2 separate regions of the Zea mays genome follow, and region 1 is linked to region 2. A link is a contact called in public Hi-C data. All regions are on one chromosome and are shown on one strand. Each heading gives the region's core, a stretch centred on a gene start, on an enhancer-like site or on the middle of the called end of the contact. The rest is flanking DNA. Distances are from core to core; before and after follow the strand shown. Region 1 holds the start of LOC100274388. Region 2 holds the start of LOC100273416 (plant/F20M13-60 protein).

What was found. Hi-C and Micro-C count contacts between places; a contact is called where the count stands out from the background.
Region 1: a contact with region 2 is called in a Hi-C map of leaf, with 5 times the contacts expected there. The contact joins the promoter of LOC100274388 here to the promoter of LOC100273416 in region 2. A contact is called at or near these places in 9 of 25 Hi-C or Micro-C datasets (bundle sheath, ear, endosperm and 4 more).

The regions. Positions count from the first base shown.
Region 1 is chr5:64,082,517-64,085,950 of Zm-B73-REFERENCE-NAM-5.0, forward strand. It overlaps LOC100274388, which reads left to right and starts at 2,160. Exons shown (of 4, transcript NM_001148748.1): 1 at 2,160-2,836; 2 at 2,996-3,166; 3 at 3,246-3,416. The coding sequence starts at 2,279. It overlaps LOC103626462 (serine/threonine-protein kinase ATR), which reads right to left. Exons shown (of 17, transcript XR_002262295.2): 16 at 1,013-1,307; 17 at 489-901.
Region 2 is chr5:63,926,200-63,929,961 of Zm-B73-REFERENCE-NAM-5.0, forward strand. It overlaps LOC100273416 (plant/F20M13-60 protein), which reads right to left and starts at 2,055. Exons shown (of 7, transcript NM_001147853.1): 1 at 1,930-2,055; 2 at 1,656-1,832. The coding sequence starts at 1,948.

The sequences.
Region 1 (3,434 bases), core at 910-3,409, 160 kb after region 2:
CATATATATGATCGAAAGGATCCATCAGATACGATCCATCAGATTATTCTAGGAACTTGATTAGACTTTTTTCTGTATAGTATGCCATGCTACACCAATTTTATTACACTGATTGGTATGCTGCTGAGCTGTGAGAGTGCACACACACAGGGACAGAATCACAGGTTGTCCTACCCCCCAAACTCAGAAAGGCCATCACATGAGGAAGAGAGAGAGAGAGAGAGAGAGAGAGAGAGAGAGAGAGAGAGAGAGAGAGAGAGAGAGAGAGAGAGAGAGAGAGAGAGAGAGAGAGAGAGAGAGATGAGCAGGGGAAACTGACACGGCCGCTGTCCACCAAAGCCGTTTTCGATTCAGACGCAGTGGGTCAAACCTGCGGGGGGCCCCTCACACCAACGGGATCTTCTGAGACCGGGTTTTTGATTTGATCTGATCTGATCTGGTCTGGTCCCAGCCTAATCATGCTCTCAACTAGGCGTATTTTCCAAGCGGAATAAAGATCTGGTCACGTTCAAATACCATCTCCTTGCAGTTTAGAACCAGAACATTATTGCTTCTGCTATATACATATGTAGGATCAGGAACACGTAACATGTAGCAGCAGTTGCAAGAGTGTATACACGACTGCTCCTAGTACGTAGCGACTAAAGAAAATGTTTGTCACAGAAATCAATCCACTCCGTTTCATTGCATTCAGCTGGCATGACAATGAGGAGGCAGAGAAGGGGGGAACTTGGACACGTGGTTTTCATCATCCTCCTCATCCTTCCTCCACCCCTATATATGCAACAGGAATTCCATCTTTCCGGCAGGTACTGTTTGTGTTTGGGCAATAAAAAGAACCTTGCTGCAGCTAGCATCAGCAGCATGACCCAACACAGCACCACAACATATAGAATTAGCCCTGCAACCAGATGAACAGAGAGATCACAAGTGATCGGTGAAATATACGATATTTATAATCTGTCAGTCAGTGCAACCATGCCATGCATGCATCGTATCCAGCGAGAGGTACCTGGGCTGTAGAAGGGGAAGCAAAATCACGGGCCTCATTCCGCGCGAGGGTTCATGTATGTCACTCACTCACCAAAGTTTGGGATGGTGGGTGGGGTGTGGACAAGAGTTTCTGTGTGTGCAGACTATTCTGTCCTACGTACCCAGACCTGCCTCTGAATCCCCTGTGCCTCAAGAGTCATGAGGGGTTGAGCCTTTCAAAGTCTGTGCCGTGCAGAAAGATGGTTTTGGACCCTTGCTTGCTGCTACTGACTCACTTCCTCCTCCTTCACAGTCACAGCGTATGTGTGTGTTATCTGCTGCACAAAGAAACAAGCCTTACGCTTAGCTTCATGATGATACTATGTAGGAGTACCAGAACCAGATACGTAACGAAGAAAAAAATAAAACTGTGCGTGTTTTTCCATACTGGTGCTGCGGGACACGTATTTCAAACATTCGCTACGCGATGGTGATGTATCATGGAAAGGAAAAGACGGTATCATCTGTGTCATTCTTTCTTTCTTTTTCCCCCTAAATCAAAGAACAGAATCACACACAACTGGTCGGCGTACGACTACTGGTGTAGTTGTCGTCCTCTCGATGCCGCTGACAGCAATTAGCATACATTTATTTATGTGCATCACCATCAGTCACCATAGCAGTACCTCTTTGCCTATTCCTTCCTTCATTCAGTCGTACGTGGCACTAATTACACACTATGACACTAGTACGACTAAAGTAGTACACGTACTGACCAAGGGCATCGGCACACAACACAACTGATGAATGAGTGATGGGATCACAAGACAGAGCTTTACCCAGCAGGACGAATCCTGAGGCCTATCACTGTTATTCTGCCCTAGGGGGGTTCACAAGTCACAATACAACAAAAACCAGATTGGGGGCCTCTCTCTGCATTCTACTGCTACTGCCAGTACAGACCACACATGATCAATAGTGAAACCCATGGGTTCATAATTAATAAACAAACAAACGAACGAATACTGTGATACTAACACAACACAAGCATCAACTAGTCGCTCTCTCCCCTCTTCTCTAATGATACCTTAATGGCCACTGCTCACCATTTATCATGGGGAATAATTGTCCCCCTTCCATTCCCCATATATTAACCCCCCTCCCCTCACCCTCTCGCCCACCCATGGCACTGGCATCCCCCTCTCTCCCTCTCCCCACCACACCACCTCCCTCCTCACAAGCCATAGCCGCCGCCTCTTTCTGTGCTTGCCCTCTCGCCATCTTCGAGTACGACGAGAAGGCGGTGATGGAGCTGGACGAGCAGGCCTTCCTGGAGGAGATCCTCTCCCTGCGGAGGGACGCCTGGGACTGCAATGCCATGGGGGACTTCTTCGCCCCGGCCGCCATGGACTGCACCTTCCAGGACCGCCACCACCAGGCGCCCACCGTCAGCGTCCTCCCCACCTTCACCGCCTCCTACGCCCAGCCGCAGCCGCAGCCGGCGGCGGCGCCCGGCTTCGACTGCCTCAGCGAGGTCTACGGCGCCGCCGCGTTCGGCGGGCCCAATGCTGGTGACTACGGCGGCGAGATGGGGTTCCTTGACGTCGTCGAGCCCAAGGCGGCGTCGGCGGCACTGGTGGACGGCGCCGCGGGCCTCGGGGCCTGCAAGGTGGAGCCCGGCCTGGCGGAGAGCGGCGGCGCGTTCGGCGCTGGCGCTGGCGCTGCGCCGCCGCCGGCCCTGGCGTCCAAGAAGAAGAGGGTCGAGGGGATGCCGTCCAAGAACCTGATGGCCGAGCGCCGCCGCCGCAAGCGCCTCAACGACCGCCTCTCCATGCTACGCTCCGTCGTGCCCAAGATCAGCAAGGTGAGATTGAGAATGGCAAAAAAAAAAAAATCTCTCCTTTTTCCTCGGTTCTTGTGCCTCCTCGGCCAAGAAAGGACATTTGAACAGAGAAGCAATCCCTCTATATCTATATATGGCGGCTGGGCTGATGAGAAGTAAAATATGCGTGGTGGTGCGCAGATGGACCGGACGTCGATCCTGGGCGACACGATCGACTACATGAAGGAGCTGCTGGAGAGGATCAAGCTGCTGCAGGAAGAGATCGGGCAGCAGCAGGAGGAGGCGCCAGGCATGCTCAGCGTCTTCCGGGAGCTCAACCCCAACGAGATGGTGGCCAGGAACACCCCCAAGGTACGTGAAGAAGCTGCTGATGCTGCTGATGCGATTGGGGGAAATGTGAGGGCTGAGATGCTGCTGATGGCTCCTGCAGTTCGACGTGGAGCGGAAGGAGGGCGGCGACACCCGGGTGGAGATCTACTGCGCCGCCAAGCCGGGGCTGCTGCTGTCCACGGTGAGCACGCTGGACACGCTAGGGCTCGACATCCAGCAGTGCGTCGTCAGCTGCTTCAACGACTTCGGCATGCACGCCTCCTGCTCCGAGGTAGTGACCACCGCCTGT
Region 2 (3,762 bases), core at 805-3,304:
CCTACCTCAGAAAAGCTTGATAGAATTCCTGTGTCAAAAGATTGGGAAGACATTTTCCCACAAGCTGTGATGAAGATTTCGCAGAGAAATTTCCGGCCATAACCATTTGCTGGTGACAGATGGTAAATGTGAAAATTTGCCTTTTATCCGGTTTAGGTTTGACCTCAATTGGCTGAATAACCCCGATTCTTCTTAAAGAAATAGAAAGAATTTGGTTGATACCTTGCAGGGCCGAAATAGCCCTAGACAAGATTCAACAAAAGTTCAAGTTGATTAAACATATTTTTAAAGGATGGGGATTTAACCTGCAAGGAGAACTGAGGGAAAAAAAGAAAAGAAAAGCTAATCAAATTGAACTACCAGAACTGGGAAAAAAATTAGAAGGCACAGGGTTCAATGCCCACCAGTTACAAAGAAAATCCTAACTGTTATGTGAAAATTTTAAAAGTTTAGAACAAGAACTTTACTGGTTTGAGAAGAGTCATGCACTTCTTGAATGGTGGAGAACGTTATGCACTAAGGTCTCTGGAATTGCAAGGGATGACCTCAATTCTCTAGTCATTTTGGGAGTTTGGACCTTATGGAAGCAGCGCAATGGCTGTGTATTTGACAATAAGAGCCCCAGTATTGCTGATGCTATCAGAAGAGTTGGGTTGGAGGTTGACCTTTGAGAGATGGCTGGTGCAAAGTTGTCTTTGCTCACCGCCCCCATTTCGGGCCTCCCTGCTAGTTAGCTAGCATTGTGGTAGTTCTTGTTAGTTTGCTTTAGTCATGGATGAGTTTCTGTATGCCTGTTACTGGCCGCCGTAGGGGCCCCCAGTTGTTTTCTTGTATCTGTCCCTCTTCTTTAATATAATATCGCGCAGTTCTCCTGCGCTTTCAAGAAGAAGAAAAAAAAGAGTCATGAAACATGGCTGCTTAAGGCCTTGTTCGTTTGGGTCGGATTACACCCGGAATCGTTCCAGCTAATCAAAGTTTATATAAATTAGAGAAGAAATCCGGTTAGGAATCGTTCCGACCCAGCAATCCAGCACAAACGAACAAGGTCTAAAGGGGATCTTAACACAGATCCCCCCCCCTAAGTGTGCTAGTGGTGTAAAGAAAAAGAACACTATTTAAAATCTTGAAAAAAGATAGCATTGTGATTGAAGGAGAATAAAACCTACTGTATCATGCAACTGAATACTATGCTGTACTTTTTTTTTCTAGATAAGATCTAGCCATTTTCAGGTGGTTCTGGTTTTTTTCTATCTCTATGCCCGAACATCTGTATTTCCGTTATGATCTAATGGAAATGGTGTTTCCTCGTGCGGAAATATAATTATGGTGTCCATAAGCAAGTAAGAAGTGATGAACATTAGCTGTAGCTCAGAAGCAAGACATCTTAACGCATGATTGCACACTGTAGTTGTCAGATACTGCTTCCAGTCGTGAAGAATGTGGATAGCATAACCGGGTGGTCCTGTTACTACTTGAGTTAACTGACTCCCAAGGCAATGTAGGCAGGCAGGCAAGCTTGCTCTACCGACGCATCATCAAGCTCAAGGCATTTGGGCATTGCAAAGAAGAAGTTGGGAAGCCATAGTGATAGAGTATAATGCCAGCAGAAGAGGTAAGCAAATCACAGTGGATCTATAGGCAACCGCGGGGCTGACCTGAGAGGAATGCGACGCGGGAGCTGCATGGCCGGAGGTGGAAGGCGAGCGCGACGAGCCCGAGCATGGCCCAGGCGGTGGCCGACACGAGCACCAGCCGCACGGCGCCCCTGCGGGACACCATCCGCATCGCCGCCGCGTCCGCCTTCGACGCCGCGTCCGTGACGCTGCCGCTGCCTGAGACAACCGAACCGAACCCTCAGATCCGAACAGGGAGAGCGAGCGCAGCGCCAATTGACTAGATCGGGTCGTGTCGGGTCCGTTCAGTGCCTACCTCTGCTTCGCCTCGCCATTCCCTCCGCCGGCCGCCGCGCCGCCCCGTGCGAGGCGAGGGCGTGGGTGACGTCAGGCCTACGCCTTATAGGGACGCCACCGTGACTGAGTGTGCAGGCAAGCTAACTCCATTCCACCTGGAGATGGAGTTGGTGCAGCCTGGAAGATCACAGTTTACAATTATAAATGGTAGAGGTAGTTTCACACAATTTTAAATCCATTAAATTTCCTAAAAATCTTGCACATACACGTATGAAGGAAGCATAGCAACAAGTCGTGCTTCAAAATGCATTTGTCATCGCACCTCCATGTGTTTCGGAAGAATCGGAGATCATTTTTCCCAGCTTAAAGCATTTGATCCTGTCACAAAATAAAGTTAAAAGATGTATACTAGCGGTATAACCGTGCGTTGCTACGGAGTTAAGATGTATACTCCGCCATAAAAAACAAACTATCACGACGTTTTTATGCAGAAGCAATGGAGAAAAATAGTGCAACAATAACATATGAATAGTCTTGCACACGTTTTTAATATAAGCACTGTCATGTCGTGTATAGTTGATAGTTAGGTGCCTGTGCATTGCAACATAATACAAAATATTCGATAAAATGTTAGTGTACAATAAATCAACGATTACATGAAAACGAACAACATATATGTTATAATCGATCTCAACAGCTAAGTAATAACTTGGGTTGGTTGTGCATGACTGTTTAAGGCTTTTCCCGAAGGTTCAGATTTTTTTCATGGCCTAGAAATGCATAGATATAGAGAGACAATGAGCTTGGATAAAAACATTGCGATTCTAGAGAAAAAAATATGCATAGCAAGAAAATACCCAAATATTGACCATTTCCTCCTAATAGTCTGTCGATGGCCTGACCATGAGGCCTCAATGGAATACATGATGTCAATTCAACAAAACATAATTTTAAATCTAGCTAATATTGTTCTAGTAAGAAAAACTTACAATCAAACAGATGCTTCTGCAGCATTAAAATTTAGAATGCCATCAAGTTACTATAGTTCTACTCAACCTGGTTGTTACTTATCTAGATGTTAGTCTAGATTGAATAGAAGCATTGTGCACATTGTTCATTGATGATGTGAAGTTATAGGCATAGGATCCAAAAGCATGGAGCCCATTTAGTACACTCAAGAAGAATAAGCTAATTTTGACATATTCAGCATAAAACAAGAACCACAAATGATGTATGAACTCTTCTTGGTGTATATCCTCCTCATCAAAATTGAATCATTAGCTTAGAACTCAGCTCCCAGTATGCTTCAGAATATGGAAATCTCTCCATCACAGGCAGAGCAATGTCGCCGGGATACAAACATCTAGAAGAACCGATAATTACGCTGCACAAATACATTGATGGTTAGTCTTGACAAATAGAATATTAGTAAATAAAATTTTAAATAAATAATTACAAAGTGTACCAGAAATAATATTTTTGAATATCAACTTTCAAGTATCTCTACTGAACTGCGGTTGCAGCATCGATGAGATAAGAATTAGAGTCAATGTTGGACCTACCTCGTTAATGCTCATCAGGTATAAATGGAAGACAAATAAACCACCCACAAACTACACAGAAAACAATAGATAATCAAAATAATTGATGCTGGTGTCTTCAACATGGCCTTCCAATTTGGCAATTGCTCAGCTGCTCTAATCTTTATCACATACACCCAATAGAAGGATAATACATACATGCAGAGCAATGTCGTCGAGGATACAATAATATAGAAGAATAGATAATTAAGCTACATAGACAGATTGATGGTCAGGTGAATTAAATAAGAGATTGTATAGTCCTCTATAAT